2 separate regions of the Sus scrofa genome follow, and region 1 is linked to region 2. A link is a contact called in public HiChIP or PLAC-seq data. All regions are on one chromosome and are shown on one strand. Each heading gives the region's core, a stretch centred on a gene start, on an enhancer-like site or on the middle of the called end of the contact. The rest is flanking DNA. Distances are from core to core; before and after follow the strand shown.

The links. HiChIP or PLAC-seq counts read pairs in DNA pulled down with a chosen protein or histone mark.
Region 1: an H3K27ac HiChIP or PLAC-seq map of alveolar macrophages shows a contact between it and region 2. The contact joins the promoter of ISCU here to the promoter of SSH1 in region 2. A contact is called at or near these places in 2 of 5 promoter capture datasets (fetal liver and liver), 15 of 47 Hi-C or Micro-C datasets (alveolar macrophages, blood, brain and 11 more) and 2 of 2 datasets of contacts at active chromatin or transcription factors (alveolar macrophages and skeletal muscle).

What each region holds. Positions count from the first base shown.
Region 1 is chr14:42,220,314-42,224,236 of Sscrofa11.1, forward strand. ISCU (iron-sulfur cluster assembly enzyme ISCU, mitochondrial) reads right to left here and starts at 2,257. Exons shown (of 6, transcript XM_003359136.3): 1 at 2,203-2,257; 2 at 2,130-2,200; 3 at 358-471. The coding sequence starts at 2,242. SART3 (squamous cell carcinoma antigen recognized by T-cells 3) reads left to right here and starts at 3,439. Exons shown (of 19, transcript XM_005670755.3): 1 at 3,439-3,923. The coding sequence starts at 3,669. LOC106507249 (a long non-coding RNA gene) reads left to right here. Exons shown (of 2, transcript XR_002338860.1): 2 at 241-970.
Region 2 is chr14:41,962,608-41,966,382 of Sscrofa11.1, forward strand. It overlaps SSH1 (protein phosphatase Slingshot homolog 1), which reads left to right and starts at 1,339. Exons shown (of 16, transcript XM_001929329.5): 1 at 1,339-1,524. The coding sequence starts at 1,456.

The sequences.
Region 1 (3,923 bases), core at 1,007-3,506, 260 kb after region 2:
CATTTGATTTACTGCATTTCCTGTTTCTTTGGGGATTGCTTACCACACGGCCGTGCTTTTCCTTTGATCGGGAAAACTCACAAAAGCTTTTACTTAGCTACAGTTGGAATTTAGCTGATACTGGGAGTTCAAAAGTGAGACCAGTTTACTATGTCAGCAAGGGTCAGCGTAGTGTACCAGTAAGACTGGGATTCAGCCCCCGCTCAAATCATTCATATGTTGACTCCTCTCATCTCGCAGGAATCAAGATGGGGACCGAATGCAACGCTGCACGTGCAAACGCTCTGTCAACTAGGGAATACTGTACAAGTGATTGGATCACTGTTAACCACCAGTAAAGATGGAAACCAAGGGTACCTGTAATTTCATTACATCGCCACAGGCCGGAGCGCCCACCAATCCGGTTCCAACATTTTTAGCTGTCTTGTCAAGGGACCCCACGTTTCGGGGATTTTCATAATGATCAACAACCTGAAACGAGAGGGTGAAGAGAAATCACAATTACTCTTTTTTGGTATTGATCTCCCCGACTTTGATGGCACGTTTGAAGTCAGCAAACCGAACCCAGCAGGTGTCACGAAATACCAAGTTTTACCTGGGCGGGAAGGCTTATGCTCAGGTCAATGAGAACCACTGGCCACCCAAAGTCTTTGTGTGTCGCCTCTCCAATTACCTTCAGAGATTCATAATAAGGCAGAAAAATCTGCAAGATCTGGCTTTGTTCTGCAGGGTTTTGAACCACAAATAATTGACCTTTAACCACCTGAGGCATCAGAGTTGGGCTCAAACACCATTTTTTATCTCCATAAGATACATCTCAAAGGATCTATCAAAGCATAATACTTACCATTCAAAAATTGTAAAAGTAAGTATGGTCCAGAAATAAGTGTTTCCCAGAAGCTTCAAGGAGACTATTACAGGAGGGACAAGACTAGGAATGCGTCCACTTGTGGGCGATAATAAATAAAAACAGTCCTTTCACTGTATTTCAGGGCCCTGAACCCTCTGGTGCACAGTGCGCCCTGGTGGCTGCAAGGCTGAGAGCACCAATTCGTTCTGCGTGGACTGTCAACAACACACCCTCCTGAGCTGGGGAAGACAAGAACATGGGCAAATGCGTTGCAGCCAGAAGAGAAAAACAAAAAACAAACCCAAAACAAAGCAAAAAAGCTCAAACTGGCACATGGAAGGTTTTAAAAACTTTGAGGTCTGTTTACTAGTTAGCCGTAAGTATCCCAATCTTCCAGTCCCCTCCGCCCACTTATCTGTCCACGGATTTTGAGTCCAAGCCCTAGGACCTACAAGACAAAGTCCAGTCTAGACTTTCTGCCCCGTGTTGATCTGCTGCATTCTGTAGTTAACCGGTTCTAGAGTGAAAGAGTTTTACGTTTACGGACCTCACGCCCCTGGAATGTAAAGTCTTCAAACTACGCACCTATCTCTACTCACAGCTCCCCACCACCCCAAACAAAACTAAACAAAAATGAAAGCATTATGACTTGGTTACATGTCCATCCCCATTCGGAGGCTCTGAGCTCCTACAACAATAATAGCAGCAGCACCCTAAGTGGCCTCCCTGTGCCAGGCACCAAGCAGAGGAGGACCCCGCAGGCACGGTCTCGTGTAGGGGGACTGCTAAGAGCCCCCCCATATGATAAGTGGTAAAACAGGTTCAGCTCAGAGCAGTAACTTGCCCAAGGTCACCTGGCTAGAGCAGTGGCCTTAGGTGAGGCCGGAGCCCGCGCCATTCTGTGTGTGTCTGTCCCTGGAGTTCGGCTGTCAGGTCACAGCAGAACCCTGCTTGCTGGGCGGTTGGGAATTTTAAAGGCTTGGGTGCAAGAGATTAAAGACAGCGGCCGGGCCCACGGGCAGTCGCCGCTGGACGAGCCGAAACTGTCATTCTTATTTCAGGCGCCGTTAGTGCACTTGCGCATCGAGAGAAAGTTGGTCGAGGCGGACTCGTGCGAGGGGCGCCCCGTTTCCTGGGCCGCAGTGGCGTTCCCCGGGCCGCGCAAAGCCGGCCGGCCAGTCGTCCCTAGGCCAGGCCTTTGGTAGTACGCCTAAGTCCTCTCGGCGGTCCTAGTTCCCCGGCTGGTGCAGGCCCCGCGCACGCCCTCGCCCGCCCCTACCTTCTTGTGATAGAGCCGAGCCGGAGCTGACAGCTCCCGAGCAGGCAGGCGCGGGACCGGGAGCAGCAGGACGAAGCCGCCCGCCTTAGACGGCCGGCGCCAGCCGCCGCCATCTTGCGGACTTGCGCCTGCGCAGGCCGAACGCGAGACCGAGGGGAGGGGCTCGTGCACGAGTTGGCACCCGGCTTGGAGCGCGCCCCTCTAAAGTCCCGGCGACTTTGCGCCTGCGCCCTCCCGCTCGGTGCTTGAGTCCGCGCCTTGGCCCCGCCTTGACCACGCCCCTCCGAGTCCGGCGAGGCGTGGAGCCCAAAGGTCTGAATTCGCAGGACGGTTTTTCCTCCGTGCTGGGTTATGGGTCTGAGGGGCTTCAGGCTGGAGTTCCGGACGCAAATTTATGTTCACAAAGTCCACTGCCGGAATGCGGCACAGAGGATCAACCATTCCACCTTTCTTAGCCCTGTTTTGCTGCTTAGAATGTTGAGGGTCAGAGAGGTTTAGGAACTTGTCTGAGGTTGCCCTGAGAGTTAGACTCAGTTGGGATGCAAACTTGGACAATCCTCAACTAGAATCCCAGCTCTGCTCCTTACTGGCTGTGTGATCCTAGACGAATGACATCGTCCTTCTAAACCTTGATCTCTTGTGTACTAATTCAAGGACAACTATTTCACCCGTTGAGCAAGTATGTTTTGAATGTCCACTTTGTGTCGGGGTGTTTTGGGGATCCCAAACAAAAACAGACATAATTTCTGACATAATTAAGCTTGCTAACGAGAGAGAAAGGCAATAGACACAGCAAGACTTTCCTACCTCAAAAAATAGGAAGCTTAATTAAACGAATACTTTGTCCAAACTTAATAAAAATTTACGTTTATGTCTATTCCTTTATTAAAAAGCAAACACAATTTATATGACAAGGCCTGGCAATGAAGAGATTCTAAATAGATGCTTAATAATATGATTTATTAATGTTGGGTTACAGAACAGGAGCTTATAAAATGAAAACTCACGTGTGTGTCTAACTACTAGGCACCAGGCATTACATAAAGGGGAAATGAGTTTTTCTCATGAGTCGTGCAATTGATCCTTCCCTGAGGACTTGGACTTTTCTCTGCATGTGAGGCTCGGTTGCTGGGGAGACTGAACTACGCGCCAAGTCAGACCAGGCAGTAAGAGCCGTTTATGCCAAGAATCATTTTGACCTTCTCAAGATGGCGCCAAACACTGAACGTCGATCATCACGCTCTGTCCATGACTTCCTCTATGGCGTCCACTTCCTGTCTAAGGACCTAATTTCTGTCCCGAGTTGTGGCGGAACACATGCCCTGTTAGCGAGTTTTTTACCCTTAAGGAGAATTACTAAAAGCATATAAAGTGACATAGATTTGTTGTATTTCTAGATTTTTCCCTCATCTGAGGCTCACAGTTTCTCTTTAGGTGGCAAGAGAGGGGGATTTTGATCAGGCGCGCTCCGCGGGCAGCTCCTATTTCAGAGGGTCTTTGGCGGCTGAGTGAGGACCCAGGAGGCACTGGAAGCGCAAGATGGCGACGGCGGCCGCAGCATCGGCTTCGGAAGCGGAGGCAGAGCCAAAGGCCGGGCCCAAGGCCGAGGGAGAAGAAGATGAGGCTAAGGCGGCCAGGACGAGGAGGAAGGTGTTATCGCGGGCTGTGGCTGCTGCGACGTACAAGACCATCGGGCCAGAGTGGGACCAGCAGGAGGAAGGCGTGAGTGAGAGCGATGGAGATGAGGAGTACGCCATGGCTTCCTCAGCCGAGAGCTCCCCCGGGGAGTACGAG
Region 2 (3,775 bases), core at 89-2,588:
AAAAAAACAAAAACAAAACAAACAAAAATCCCATAGATTAAAAAACAATAACAATCCCACAACACTCCATAGAGGCTATAGTCACCCCTGTTGAGAACCATCTTTGAGATAAATGATGCTGAGGGAATATGCAGGAGGAATATGCCCCTGGATCTGAGGGAAGCAAGAGGAGGGATCTAGGAGGCTGCTTAGGTTGCTGGGCGGGCAGTGAGATGGTCCGTGGAGCCCTTTGTTAAAATGGGGAGCAGGTCTGGACCAGCAAATCTGCGGATGCTTGCGCAATGTGCGTGCAGTGACGGGGCGGGGCGGGGGGGGGGGGGGAGTCAAGCCAGTGTCACCTTCTTAGTATCTTACTCCATGTGCTTCTCTCCATCCCCATTCTGGTCACCTCCTCCCAAGAGGACAGCAGTGGCCCACCAGGTCTCCATTTCTCTGCCCCAGTCCATTTTTCAAGAGCTGCCAGAGCTTCCTAGACTGCACCCCGGTTCGCATCACTCCCCGCCCCACCCCAGGCTCGCATCACTCCCCGCCCCACCCCAGGCTCCAGCCTCTGATGGACAATCTCCTTTTAGTTTCTGGGCCGTTGTGCCCACGCCTTCCCACCACCCCCACCACCCCGCCCCCAGCAGTCTCCTTTCCCTTCACCCGTTAATCCTGCTCATCCTTCAGGCTTCAGAGCAAATGCCCCTTTTGCAGAGAAGCTTTTCCTTGACTTCCTAAGGAGCTAGCTGGGTTTCTGGACACAAAAGGAATTCATAAAAAAGACTGGCATAATTATTTTTAAAACATCTCGTAATTTGATTCGCTTCTTTCAAATCCCTGAGGGCAAGCCTAATCTACGTTGCTCACGGTTGAATACTGTATGGCAGCATTTAGTAGGCGCTCAATAAATATTTCATAAATAAATGAACGAATGAATTTCTGCAGACTGCTTCTCGGAGTTCAAGAAGCGGAGACCAGGAGGTTCTAATTTTCTCGTAGTTGAGCCTTTCCGCCCTAGGTATTACCCGCTGCTCAGCCCGCGAGCCTCGGTTTAGCAGGCAGGCGCAAGGGGTGGGCCTCTGGGGACCGAACTTGCTCGCCTACGCGCGCGCCCCCGACCCCCAGGCTGGAGGGCCGGGCGCGCGGAACACTGGGCGCGCGCGTCGGGCACGCGGGGGACGTGACTGGCTGGCCGAGCCTCCAGCCGCCACTAGAGTTCCGGCGCCGCGCACGCGCGACCCGCCCCGGTCGCTCCCCCCCGCCCCCCTCCTCGCTCAGGCCCGGCGCGCGCCGGCGCGGGAGGCGGGGGTGGGGGGGCGGGGACAGCGGCGGACGCCGAGGGGGAGGGGCGGGCCCGGCCCGGCTCGGCCCGGCCGCCCGCGCACGGCTCCTGGAGAGCCCCGGGCCCGGCCCGGGCGGCGGCGGCGGCTGTAGCCCGAGGCCTCGGCGGTGCCCTAACGCCGCGCCGCAGCCATGGCCCTGGTGACCCTGCAGCGTTCGCCCACGCCCAGCGCCGCCTCCTCCTCCGCCAGCAACAGCGAGGTGAGCCCCGGGCCCGCGGCCCCGGCCCGGCCGAGCAGCCGCTGCGCCAGGCCTGGGACGCGAGTGCGGGGCGCCAGGGAGTGCTCCGGGGGCAGCTTCGAGGGGTCCTTAGCCTGCGAGGACCCCGTTGGACTACCCCGCCCGGGCAGCCGAGCTGGGGTGACTGCTGGAAGCAGTGTGCGGGTGTGAGCGGGCGTGATCCAGTTGAGAGTGACTTGTGCTGAATGTGTGTGAGAGACCCCCTTGTGGGCGTGACTGTGCGTACGGATGTGACCATGTTGGGGGTGACTGCATGAGACTGTGTGAGAACCCCCCCCCCCCCGCAATCTGGAAGCAAGTGTGAGTGTGACTCCCACCTAGGGGTGACTGAGTGTGAGCTCCGACTGGGGGTGACTGTGCATGAGACTGTGAGTATGACCCCCATCCGGGGGTGACTGTGTGTGTGAGAGACAGTGACCCCTGTCTGGAGGTGACTGTGGGGGATACTGCATCTGGGACTAGGATTCCTGACCAGTGACTGTGTGAAATGATGTGGTTCTGTGATTCCAGACCTTGAGGCTGGTCTAAGCCCTTTCCCTGTGTGCCCAGCTGTGTGTATGCCAGCCTGTGTGTGCCTTTCCCTGAGTGACTCTGGCCTGTCTACTGGGACCTGTGCCTGTTCAATGCGGCAGGAGAGGAGGCCCAGGTGCTCCTGTGAAAGTGAGATTGTTCCCCGACTGCACACCCTTTGGAGTTCTGGCTCTTGGTGTGAGTGGCTGTGCCTCTTCGGGGGCCGGTGTCACGGTGTGACAGTGGCTGAGTGAGCTCAGGGTGCTGTGTGACTGTGTATCTTAAGTTTTTGTGTGCAGCTGAGTTTGAGTTTATCATTTGGGGCTGCATGTTTGTGTGCATCAGGCCGAGTGGCTGAGGCCAATTCCGGGGTTTCTGGGATGGCATGGGTGCTTTCTGGGGCTGAAAGGACACCTCTGCACTGTGCGGATTTCTGTGGGTCTGCTGGTGACCTGGCCTGTGTGAGGCTGGCTCCTTGCTCTGGGGTGGACTGGGGGATTGGTTCTCTGAGTACACAGTTGGGCTGGACTGCCCTAGGCTGGGCCTCAGGCCTCCAAGCAGGGGAACCAGTTAGGGCCTCTGGTCTAAACTCACATCCGTGGCAAGGCAGAGCCATGACCTGCAAGCACAGCTGCTGGAGGAGGAGATGGGGAACTGTTTAGAGAAGGGAGGGAGGGGAGGCTGGGGGAGGGGCCCTGCAGGCCCAGGAAGTGGCCCGCCTGCATCTGGGCCCCTTCTCCCTGCGGGAAGTTGCCTGATAACACAGAAAAGTTTGTATGTGTCTGTGAATGCTGAGGACCTGTCTGGGGTTTAACAGCCCTGTCTGTCCTGCCAGTACTGGTGGGGCAGCTCCTTGGCCTGTTTTGCTGGGACTGGCTGGAACATACTGAGTGGCTGCAGGGTTGAACCTCACAGCCCCCTCCTCTGGAGGAGAGGCCATTATGTGTTATCTTGTCTGAGGACAGAAAATTCTAACAGTCCCTCCTCTGCACGGTGGCCAGCAGCCTGCATTTGAAAAGTCAGGCTGCAGTTGCTTCTCACCTCCCCCCCAGACATCTGTTCCCTGCTACTGCCGCCTTGCAGTTTACAAAGTGCTTCACTGCACTTAATCTCAGGGTCCCATCTCACAAATATGTGAGTGTAAAGTTCAGCTCCAGGTAGAGGTTAAACAGCCTCTCAGCCTGTATCTCTGATTCTAAAGCCCACGTTCCCTGCCTTACTTGACACCTAATTTATTCCTGCTTTAGACAGATTTTTAAAAGTGTGTATTTTTTAGCTGAGATATAATTCACATACAGTTAAGTCCAACATTTTAAAGTATACAGTTTAAGAGTTCCTGTCATGACTCAGCAGTAACAAACCCAATTAGTATCCATGAGGATTCGGGTTCGATCCCTAGCCTCACTCAGTGGCTTAATTCGCTGTTGCTTTGAGCTGTGGTGTGGGTCACAGACACGGCTCAGATCCTACGTTGCTGTGGCTGTGGTGTAGGCCTGTGGCTACAGTTCCGATTTGACCCCTAGCCTGGTAACTTCCATATACCATAGTAGGGACCTAAAAAGACCAAAAAAATTTTAAAAATACAGCTCAGTGGTTTTTAGTATATGCCCAAGGTTGTATAACCATCACCATGAATTCCAGAACATTTTCATCCCCCTCAAAATAAACCTCATACCCCTCAGCTGTCGTGCACAGCCTCCCT